Regions from separate parts of the Mus musculus genome. Here regions 1 and 3 are each linked to region 2. Evidence: chromatin contacts called from public Hi-C data. All regions are on one chromosome and are shown on one strand. Each heading gives the region's core, a stretch centred on a gene start, on an enhancer-like site or on the middle of the called end of the contact. The rest is flanking DNA. Distances are from core to core; before and after follow the strand shown. Region 1 has its middle 48 kb from the start of Gm40217. Region 2 has its middle 140 kb from the start of Gm40217. Region 3 has its middle 140 kb from the start of Gm29922.

Region 1 (2,700 bases), core at 26-2,525, 190 kb before region 2:
TCTTGTTTTCTTTTTGTCTTTCTTTCTTTCTTTCTTTCTTTCTTTCTTTCTTTCTTTCTTTCTTTCGTTCTTTCGTTCTTTCGTTCTTTCGTTCTTTTCCTTTCTTTCTTTCTTTCTTTCTTTCTTTCTTTCTTTCTTTCTTTCTTTCTTTCTTTCTTTCTTTTTTCTTCTTTCCTGGAGGTCACTTGAAACCTTTGATAATACAGGAGAAGCTGAAGTGGATGGGGATAACAAATTTGTTCCAAATCATACACGGGGAAGTGGCACTGCAAGGGAAAGACCCAGACGTTGGGATGTGGTGTTCAAGAGGCAGCCTGAGGAGTGGCACCCATATACTAGACGGGGCTACAGCCTGATTCTGCCACTTATTACCTGAGTGATGCTGGGATAGCCCCTGATGGTCTGGACCTCAATTTTCTTACCTGTGCAATGGGTATAATGATACCTTCTCCATAGGAAGCAGAACAAGTAAAGACATTGGAGAAGGAGGAGCCTAGGCCAGCTCTGGTCTAAAGCTAAGCTTCCTTCCTTTGTCTCCCACCTTTCACGGAATGAATTCCTGAACCAGACAGGCTTGGGCTCAAATCTTCTAAGAACTTGGGAGGAAACATTAACTTCATCCTGGTTTCCATACTTATAAAGTCGTGATGGCTGGACAGGCTACCACGTGCCTATAACTTCAGCATTCAAAAGAATGAAGCAAAGAGGGTCCTAAGTTCAAAGCCAGCTCAGGATGCAGCACAAGAATATATTTCAGACAAAATAGAAAACTCATGGTCGGGAGCTGGGGAGATGGCTCAATGGTTAAGAGCACTAGTTAGTGCTCTTCAAGAGGCCATGAGTTCAATTCCCAGCAACCACATGGTAGCTCACAACCTTCTGTAATGGGATCAGATGCCCTCTTCTGGTGTGTCTGAAAAGAACAACAGTGTACTCACATAAAAATAAGTACATTAAAAAAAAAAAGAAAGAAAGAAAACTCATGGTCTCTATACAAGACGGAGCACATCAAGGGTGCCTTGAGGAAGCCAAAGAGATCACAGGCATGATGTCGTAGAGCCTCTGGACAGCGCTGACCTTCTCTTCTCTCCTCTAGGGCCCACCCTGCTGGCTAAGCAACCACCAATAAGAATCTGTGTTCAGCCTCCTCTTCTGCCCCAGAATGGAGACTCTCTCCAAGAGTGAGTCTGAAGAGCTAAGGACTTTAGGGGCAGAGACACTCCCTCTCAGCCCTCAGGCCACTTGAGGACACGGATCCCTTGGGGGCATCAGGCCCAAAGGCTATTCGAAAGTCATAGCTAAACCAGGCGGGCCCTTGGCAACGCCTTCCTGGGCAGGAGTAAGCATGACGTAATTCAGAAAGACACTTGGGTTTAAGGCAACTTCTTCAAACCAACAGCCTCCCGACAGCCCTTCCAGGAAAAACACCAGCTTTCAACAAGAAATGAAACCTTTGGAAAGCTTGTTGCACACAGTTCAGGCCTTCAGAGACACTCAGGACCCCGTGTGGAGTCAGAGGCTGAACTAAGGGCACAGAACTGCCTGAGATGACACACATTTGTCCTGTCTCCCCTGAGGAATAGAGCTGCTTGTTTGGAATCAGACAAAGGCAGTACGTACCAGGCATTTCAAATGACCTGTTTCTTAATAAGCCTGTATCCCACTCAAGCGGCCTAAGCCCTGGAAACCTCATCTTTTTACTGTAAAATGCGAACTATCGTATCACCGCGAAGGTGGGGATGAGGTTCAAAGTAAGCCCTTGATGAATTAGGTTGAGCCACTGAAATCTCTATTATTGAGGCTCAAAGGTTCGATTACTAGAAATCTCATATGCTTCTTTGTGCCGCTAGGGGCCTAGCCTAGTTGGAGAGGTTCTAAACTGAGCCATATTTTAGTGTCCCTCAAACGTTACGAAACACAGGGAGTGGTTGGGATGGTGAGGGCTGGGTGAAAAGGTCTCATTCAGCAACTTTGTGGACGTCTATCTGCTTTGCTTGTCAACTTGACACAGCCTAGAGTTATCTCAGACAAAAGACTCGGTTGAAGAATTGTCTAAATCAGACTGGCCTATGGGCACATAAGAGGGTTATTGATTATTAATTGATATAAGAGGGCCCAGCCTATGGTACCATCCCTCAATAGTGAACCTGAGCTATGTAAAAACTAGCCAATGTCGGGCGTGGTGGCACACGCCTTTAATCCCAGCACTCGGGAGGCAGAGGCAGGCGGATTTCTGAGTTTGAGGCCAGCCTGGTCTACAGAGTGAGTTCCAGGACAGCCAGGGCTATACAGAGAAACCCTGTCTCAAAAAACAAAACAAAACAAAACAAAAACAAAAACAAACAAACAAACAAACAACCTAGCCAATGGCCTGAATCAATGGCTTAGCTGTTAAGAGCATTAAGAGAGCTGTTAGAGAAAGCAGGTCGAAGAGGCCATGGGGAGCAAGCCAGTAAGCAGCATTCTTGCAGGTTCCTGCCTTGTCTTCCCCTCACAATGGACTGTAACCTATGAGACAAATAAACCTTTTCCTCCCCAGGTAGCTTGTCATGGTGTTTAACACAGCAATAAAAGCAAACTAGGACACTCTACTTCCTTGGCTATGTGGAATGGCCAACAGGATAGTCTTGATGTTTTTGCCTTGACTTCCCTCAATGATGGAGTTGTAAGCTGAATAAATCTTTCATTCTCCGAGTATTA
Region 2 (2,869 bases), core at 322-2,821:
CCCAGATAAAAAAGCCAACTACAGATCAAAGTGTGAATACCACCAAAGTCCGACTTGGTGAACCAATGAGTTTCGTTGAAGTTATTTACAGTGACATAGGTGAGGGGTTACTTACGGGAGCAGAGATGACTCAAAGACAACTGTAACCTGAAAGCCTGCACTTTCTGCTTTTTCTGATTGCTTTGGTCACTTACTACTACTGTAGCTACATTTCTACCAATCCCATATATTTAAAACCCTCAACTAGTGCCCAAGACTTCATCCTCTTCAGATTTGCACCAGGAAGTAATTAAGGTTTCTATCTCTCCCATCGCAGACCATCTTTCCTCCCAGTGTTGCTGGAGGGGCACAGTCTTCCTGAGGTCAGTGCCTCTGACCCCTCACAAAAGCTGGGGATCTGGAGCTCACCACATAGCCTGTAGGCAGCTCAAAAGGCTAGAGAATATCCTTTCCAAGGGACTCAGTTGACCTTAACATCTCTTAGCTTTGCTGGTTTCCACTTTTTCCAAACAGCTTGTCTGGACTCAGAGTCTTCTTTGGAATTTGCCTTTTCTGGGAGTGACTTTCAGCAGGTCGGCTTGTTTATACTTGGGGACCTCATACCAGAGCCTTTAGACCAGATGGTCCTAGGCACCACTGCTACCTTGACCCCTTGTGAGTCTCTTTGAAATTCAGTTTCCTCATTTCTAGAATGAGAATAACCGTAGGGTGTGGGGTAGTTGTACTAGAGGTTGGGGAGATGGTACACCAGGAAAAGCACTAGCTACACGTGACTGAGGAACTAAGTTCTAATTCCCATAAATAAAGCTAGATACTGGGCATGCATACATCCCGTCACAGTGCTCCTGAGGGGAGTTGGGAGGTAGAAACAGGAGAATACACTAAAGTTTATGGACCAGGCAACCTGGTATATCCATCAGGAAACAAACAAACAACAAAACAAAACAAAAAACACCCAAGAGAGAGTCTGTATAAAAAAAAAGTGGAAGATGAGCCTGAGGTTGTCCTATGACGTCCTCATGTACATCATGGTACACATGTGTCCAGATTCATGAACACAAATGCACACATATACTAGGCCACACACATGGATGCACACATGTGCACATATATAAGCAGATAAAAACAAAAAATAAAGTAAGAGTTATGCTTAGCACAAAGGCTGGATAAATGCTTTGTAAAGAAATCAATGTACAGTTTGACTCTGTAGAAAGCTTTGTGGGAAGTGGCGGGATGTGGGAAGGCACTGGGAGTCTTCATGTGTCCCACATCACAGTCATCCCTGTCTCTCGCTTGCTGCTCACGTTCTTTCTGTAGTTTGTATTCACCACGATCCTCCTTCTTGCCATTCGCACTTGAGTTCTGGACCTTTGGCCTTGGTTTTTGACTCCCACTTGCGCTGAGCTCATTCTCTGAGGCTTTTCCTTCTGCTGAATTGGAAAAATCTCTTTTTCCTCTTGCACAACTTCTCTGATTCCGCAGCTGTGACAGCCCACCTGGCAGGGAGCTCCACTGTGGGACACTGACTGAGCTCAGCCAGGAACACCAAGACCTGACTGCCTTGGCCCAGTGAAGAACTCAGCCCTCTGATTATAGGCAATACAAAGAACGGCACTATCTCAAAGCCAACATTTTTCAGGCATTGGACAATTTGATGGTGGAGTTCATTTTCTCCTCCCATCTGGCCTGGCTCATTGTGATCTGTCAAGTAGCCTTGGGGCCAAAAGGACTGCCAGATTGGGTAATTTTCTCGGAGAAGAGCTATAAAGATGAGCGAGTCAAATGTGCTTTCAGCGTGAATCATAAATTGCAGGCACCAAGGCCAATACAAAGCACATGTCCAGCAGTGGGGGTGGGACACAGCAAGACAGAATTAATATTAGGTGTCCTGGGGCCATCACATCTCAGGAGACAATTCTATACCTGTGAAATCTTAGCATTTGTTGTAGGCATTTCAGCTTGTCTTCCAGAATGAATTCACATCACTGATATTTAACATAATAATTTGACATGGCTTTACTACTATGATGGTCCTGGCAGGTTGGCTGGAAACACAGACATATTAAGTGACAATCGCTGTATCTTATGCTAAGGGATCTGGTGAGGGAAGTACATGTTGCATGACAGGTCCTGATCCAGGTGGGGTGGGATTTGAGAAGGTGGAGGTGAGTCACATCGGAAGGAAGCAGTGTCACATGTACTAAAGAACAAGAAGAAACTAGCTAGTAAAATAAAGGAGAAAAATGAGGAAGTCCAGGGGAGGAAATAGTACCTGCAGAAACCTGGGACATGTAAGGAAATGCCATTTCCTAGTGAGACTGAGATACAGGTTAAGACACTGAAGACAAGGGTGAGATGAGCAATTGTAAGCTTTACTTTCCATATCCGTTCTACTCTAGTCCACAGGATGAGCAGGATGGAACATTCTCACACATACTATTGTCTCGCCAGCAAGAACACACGCGTGAGAAACTGGATCCTTCTGCAGCAACTTTATTACACCAGTTTCAACATGAAGAGGAATACCCCAAGCACCAAAAAGGCGCTGCTTATATACACCTTAGTGTGGCGTGTGATTGGCTGCTCTCCCAGAGCCTCATCACCACGCCCCGGGATGGGCAGTGACTTGGCACGAATTTACTCTTGCACCTGCGCACATTACTTGTTTACCAGTTAGGCACAGCGGAGGCTCATGATGGCAATTGCTCACGGCTCTCCACAGAACATGTCAACTGGGAAGTGATTCCTTACACTTCTAAAGGTGAAAATCCCTCAAGTTCTGATGACACTTAGAAACTCAACCATTGGAGATCATATCGCCCTGCTTTGTGGCTCATTCTCTGTGTGGCTCAACAGGTGGACCATCTAC
Region 3 (2,700 bases), core at 57-2,556, 250 kb after region 2:
GTCAGTTCTCGGTCTTTCCTCACACTTAGTTCACAGTTATAAGCAATATGCTGGAGCACATAGAGTCTTTCTTCTAGTCATTATAATTTTTTTCTGTAGAATGTTAGTTTTCATGGTCGTAGTTTTTTGCGAATGCAATAAGGTACTGTTGGACTTCAGTTGATTAGAGAATAATTAATAATTCTGTCTCTACTCCCCCTCTTTTAGATATGAGATATAATGTATCACTTGTCTCACTTAAGTAGTGACTTAACAATGAAGGAAAGTTGATAATCAGTCACTCAAACACACTATTCTGAACATGAGTCAAAACGTCAAAGTACATTTTATAAATATGAACCAATATTATAGTCAGTAAGAACGATGATCTTTCTGTCTTGAAACATGGTGCCATAAACTTAGCTTAAGATCGGGCACCAAACAACCTCTCACAGGAACTTGAGAGCATCATTTTCCTGCTTCCTATTTCTGCATACATTTCTCAGACAGTGCTGCCTGTGGTGGGGTGGGAGGGGATCCACACCAGTGTCGATGTGTGAGCTCTGCAGCAAGCCCACTTTCATTATCTCAGAAGTAGCTCTATGTTGGAATGAGATGGTGACTTGTGTGCAGTTCTCTTTCTCTTTAAACCACAACTAAAATAGTCAGTGGAATTTTAAAGGGATTAAAAAGGTGTCTTGAAGCCAAAAGAAAAAGGGATACCATTCGCATTCCAGTTATCTCCAAGAATTCTGGAACTGGACTGAAGAAATGATGATTCAAACCCATGCTTGCTGATAAAGATGCCCAATTTCAGAGCAGCAGGCGAAAGGGATTCCCAAAAAAATGGCAACAACAGCCCCAAAGAGATGAAAAGTAAGGCTGTGTGGAACACTCGCAGAGCAGGGTCAGGCTCTTTGTTATCCCGTTTGAGGTTTTGATTCTATAGCAGAGATCAGCAAGCTTTATAGAAAGAGGACCAGCTAGTAAATATTTTCAGCTCTGCTGAACATGTGGTGTCTCGTGACGACTCACCTCGGACATCACAGCATGAAACCACTCTTAGCGATATCTTAATGAACAAGCATGGCTGTGCTCCAATAAAACTTTATGGACACCGAGGTTTGAATTTTATGTAATTGTCATGTATCCATAAAATATTATTCCTTTTACTCTTTCCCAGCCATTAAAATGTTTTCTTAGCTCGCTGGCCTTTCAAAATTGGGTGGCAGACCAAGCTTGGCTGACCTGTGGTAGCTTGCTAAGCAATAACATCAGAAGGAAGCTCTGGTTAGGGTCCTAGAGCATATGGGATAACTCAGAAGCACTGAGACGGCATGGCAAGCATGCGCACCAGGAAGGAGGCCAGTGGAAGATGTACGAGTTGACTGCTGTGAAAACCCAGCCAAACACATTGCTGGAAAAGGACTATTATGCAATTACTCAGCAAACACACTGGCCCTCTCACACACACGTATATAACATTCACAGACACATGCGCACACACCCCCAAATGTCACAAGTAATGTTTGGCAAACCAGTCTGTTCAGGAGAAAAAGAGTCAAGAGAACTGGACAAATTATGCATTCAAATGATCCAAATAAACATTCAAGATGTACACAAAGAGAAATACCCATACATTTTACCCATACTCAAAATCCTTATAAATAAGGTATATTAAAACAAACTAGTGTAATTTAATATATAAAATTGATAAAAAGCTCAGGGCAGCAATATCTGAAAAAGCTACAAGAAATGTGGTTACTCTCACCCTGTTAACAACGGTGTATTGTAAAATCACCCTTCAGCAAGCCACTCTACCGAGAGGAGGAGTTTACCCTGGAGGATCAAACAATGCTACAACACAAAGATTTATGTGTAAGGAAATTGATTCTTTCGATATTCCTTATTGTAGAAAAACAATTGCATCAATTCCGTTCCCTAGGAGAGGACTTGGGTAAGTATGGGATACCCAGACGTAGAGTTCTATATGGCTAATAAAATGTTTATAGGTTTTGTTTTGACATGAAAATCTGCTTATAATTCATTGTAAGTGAAACAAGCGGGTTCTAAGGCAGCGCCTCCAATGTGACCTCCACACTGGAAGGATTTTGCAGTCCGTGTGTGCAGCGCGTGGTGCATAAGAGAGTTGTACATATGTTTATGGAACTAGGGAACAAAACTTGCATGGACATGCACTGATGATTTAGTAGTGGTGCTCTCCATGTGTGCAGCCATCTTGTTTATAGATCCCTGGGGGGATTATGCTTTGCATTTTATGGAATGGGATCGCTGGGCAGGAGTCCTTCTGACGTCTCATATGTTTTCAAGGGCAGTCAGTGTTGCTGGGCTGTGGTGCTCCCCTGTAGGAATATACCCCACACTGTTCCAACCAGCACGCCTCCTAACGCACATGTGCAGAAGGTTTCCTAAACGATTTCTTTAGGATGAAATCGATAAGCTGTGAGGACTAAGCATTTTTAACTTTATTACTTAATGCCCAAATTCATAGCCTACCAATAATATGATACCCATTGTCCCAGAACTCTGACGAACTTTTGGCTATGATGCCGTTGAATGTCATTCCTTTTCTTTTTAATCTTTGTCTAGAATGTTGATTATTTCTGTTATTCCAGGAGAGGGTATGGTCTTCACATTTCAATTTACTCATTGGTTTGCTTCTACACCACTAATTTTCTTCTCAAGTTGCATAAGATATCA

What was found. Hi-C and Micro-C count contacts between places; a contact is called where the count stands out from the background.
Region 1: a Hi-C map of muscle stem cells shows a contact between it and region 2, with 2.8 times the contacts expected there. The contact joins two enhancer-like sites. A contact is called at or near these places in 1 of 15 datasets of contacts at CTCF or cohesin (the NIH/3T3 cell line), 2 of 484 Hi-C or Micro-C datasets (the HL-1 cell line and muscle stem cells) and 2 of 115 datasets of contacts at active chromatin or transcription factors (embryonic stem cells and fibro-adipogenic progenitors).
Region 3: a Hi-C map of uterus shows a contact between it and region 2, with 4 times the contacts expected there. The contact joins two enhancer-like sites. A contact is called at or near these places in 1 of 15 datasets of contacts at CTCF or cohesin (the NIH/3T3 cell line), 5 of 484 Hi-C or Micro-C datasets (nephron progenitors and uterus) and 1 of 115 datasets of contacts at active chromatin or transcription factors (fibro-adipogenic progenitors).

The regions. Positions count from the first base shown.
Region 1 is chr4:105,270,071-105,272,770 of GRCm38.p6, forward strand. No RefSeq gene overlaps it. Among named protein-coding and RNA genes, the nearest start is that of Gm40217, 48 kb to the right of the region's middle. Within about 2 kb of position 1,276, at least 24 of the 459 cell types and tissues checked have an H3K27ac peak or open chromatin away from gene starts, as enhancers often do. A contact at or near this core is called in muscle stem cells, where this site is marked.
Region 2 is chr4:105,455,775-105,458,643 of GRCm38.p6, forward strand. No RefSeq gene overlaps it. Among named protein-coding and RNA genes, the nearest start is that of Gm40217, 140 kb to the left of the region's middle. Within about 2 kb of position 1,572, at least 27 of the 459 cell types and tissues checked have an H3K27ac peak or open chromatin away from gene starts, as enhancers often do. A contact at or near this core is called in muscle stem cells and uterus, where this site is marked.
Region 3 is chr4:105,707,270-105,709,969 of GRCm38.p6, forward strand. No RefSeq gene overlaps it. Among named protein-coding and RNA genes, the nearest start is that of Gm29922, 140 kb to the right of the region's middle. Within about 2 kb of position 1,307, at least 8 of the 459 cell types and tissues checked have an H3K27ac peak or open chromatin away from gene starts, as enhancers often do. A contact at or near this core is called in uterus, where this site is marked.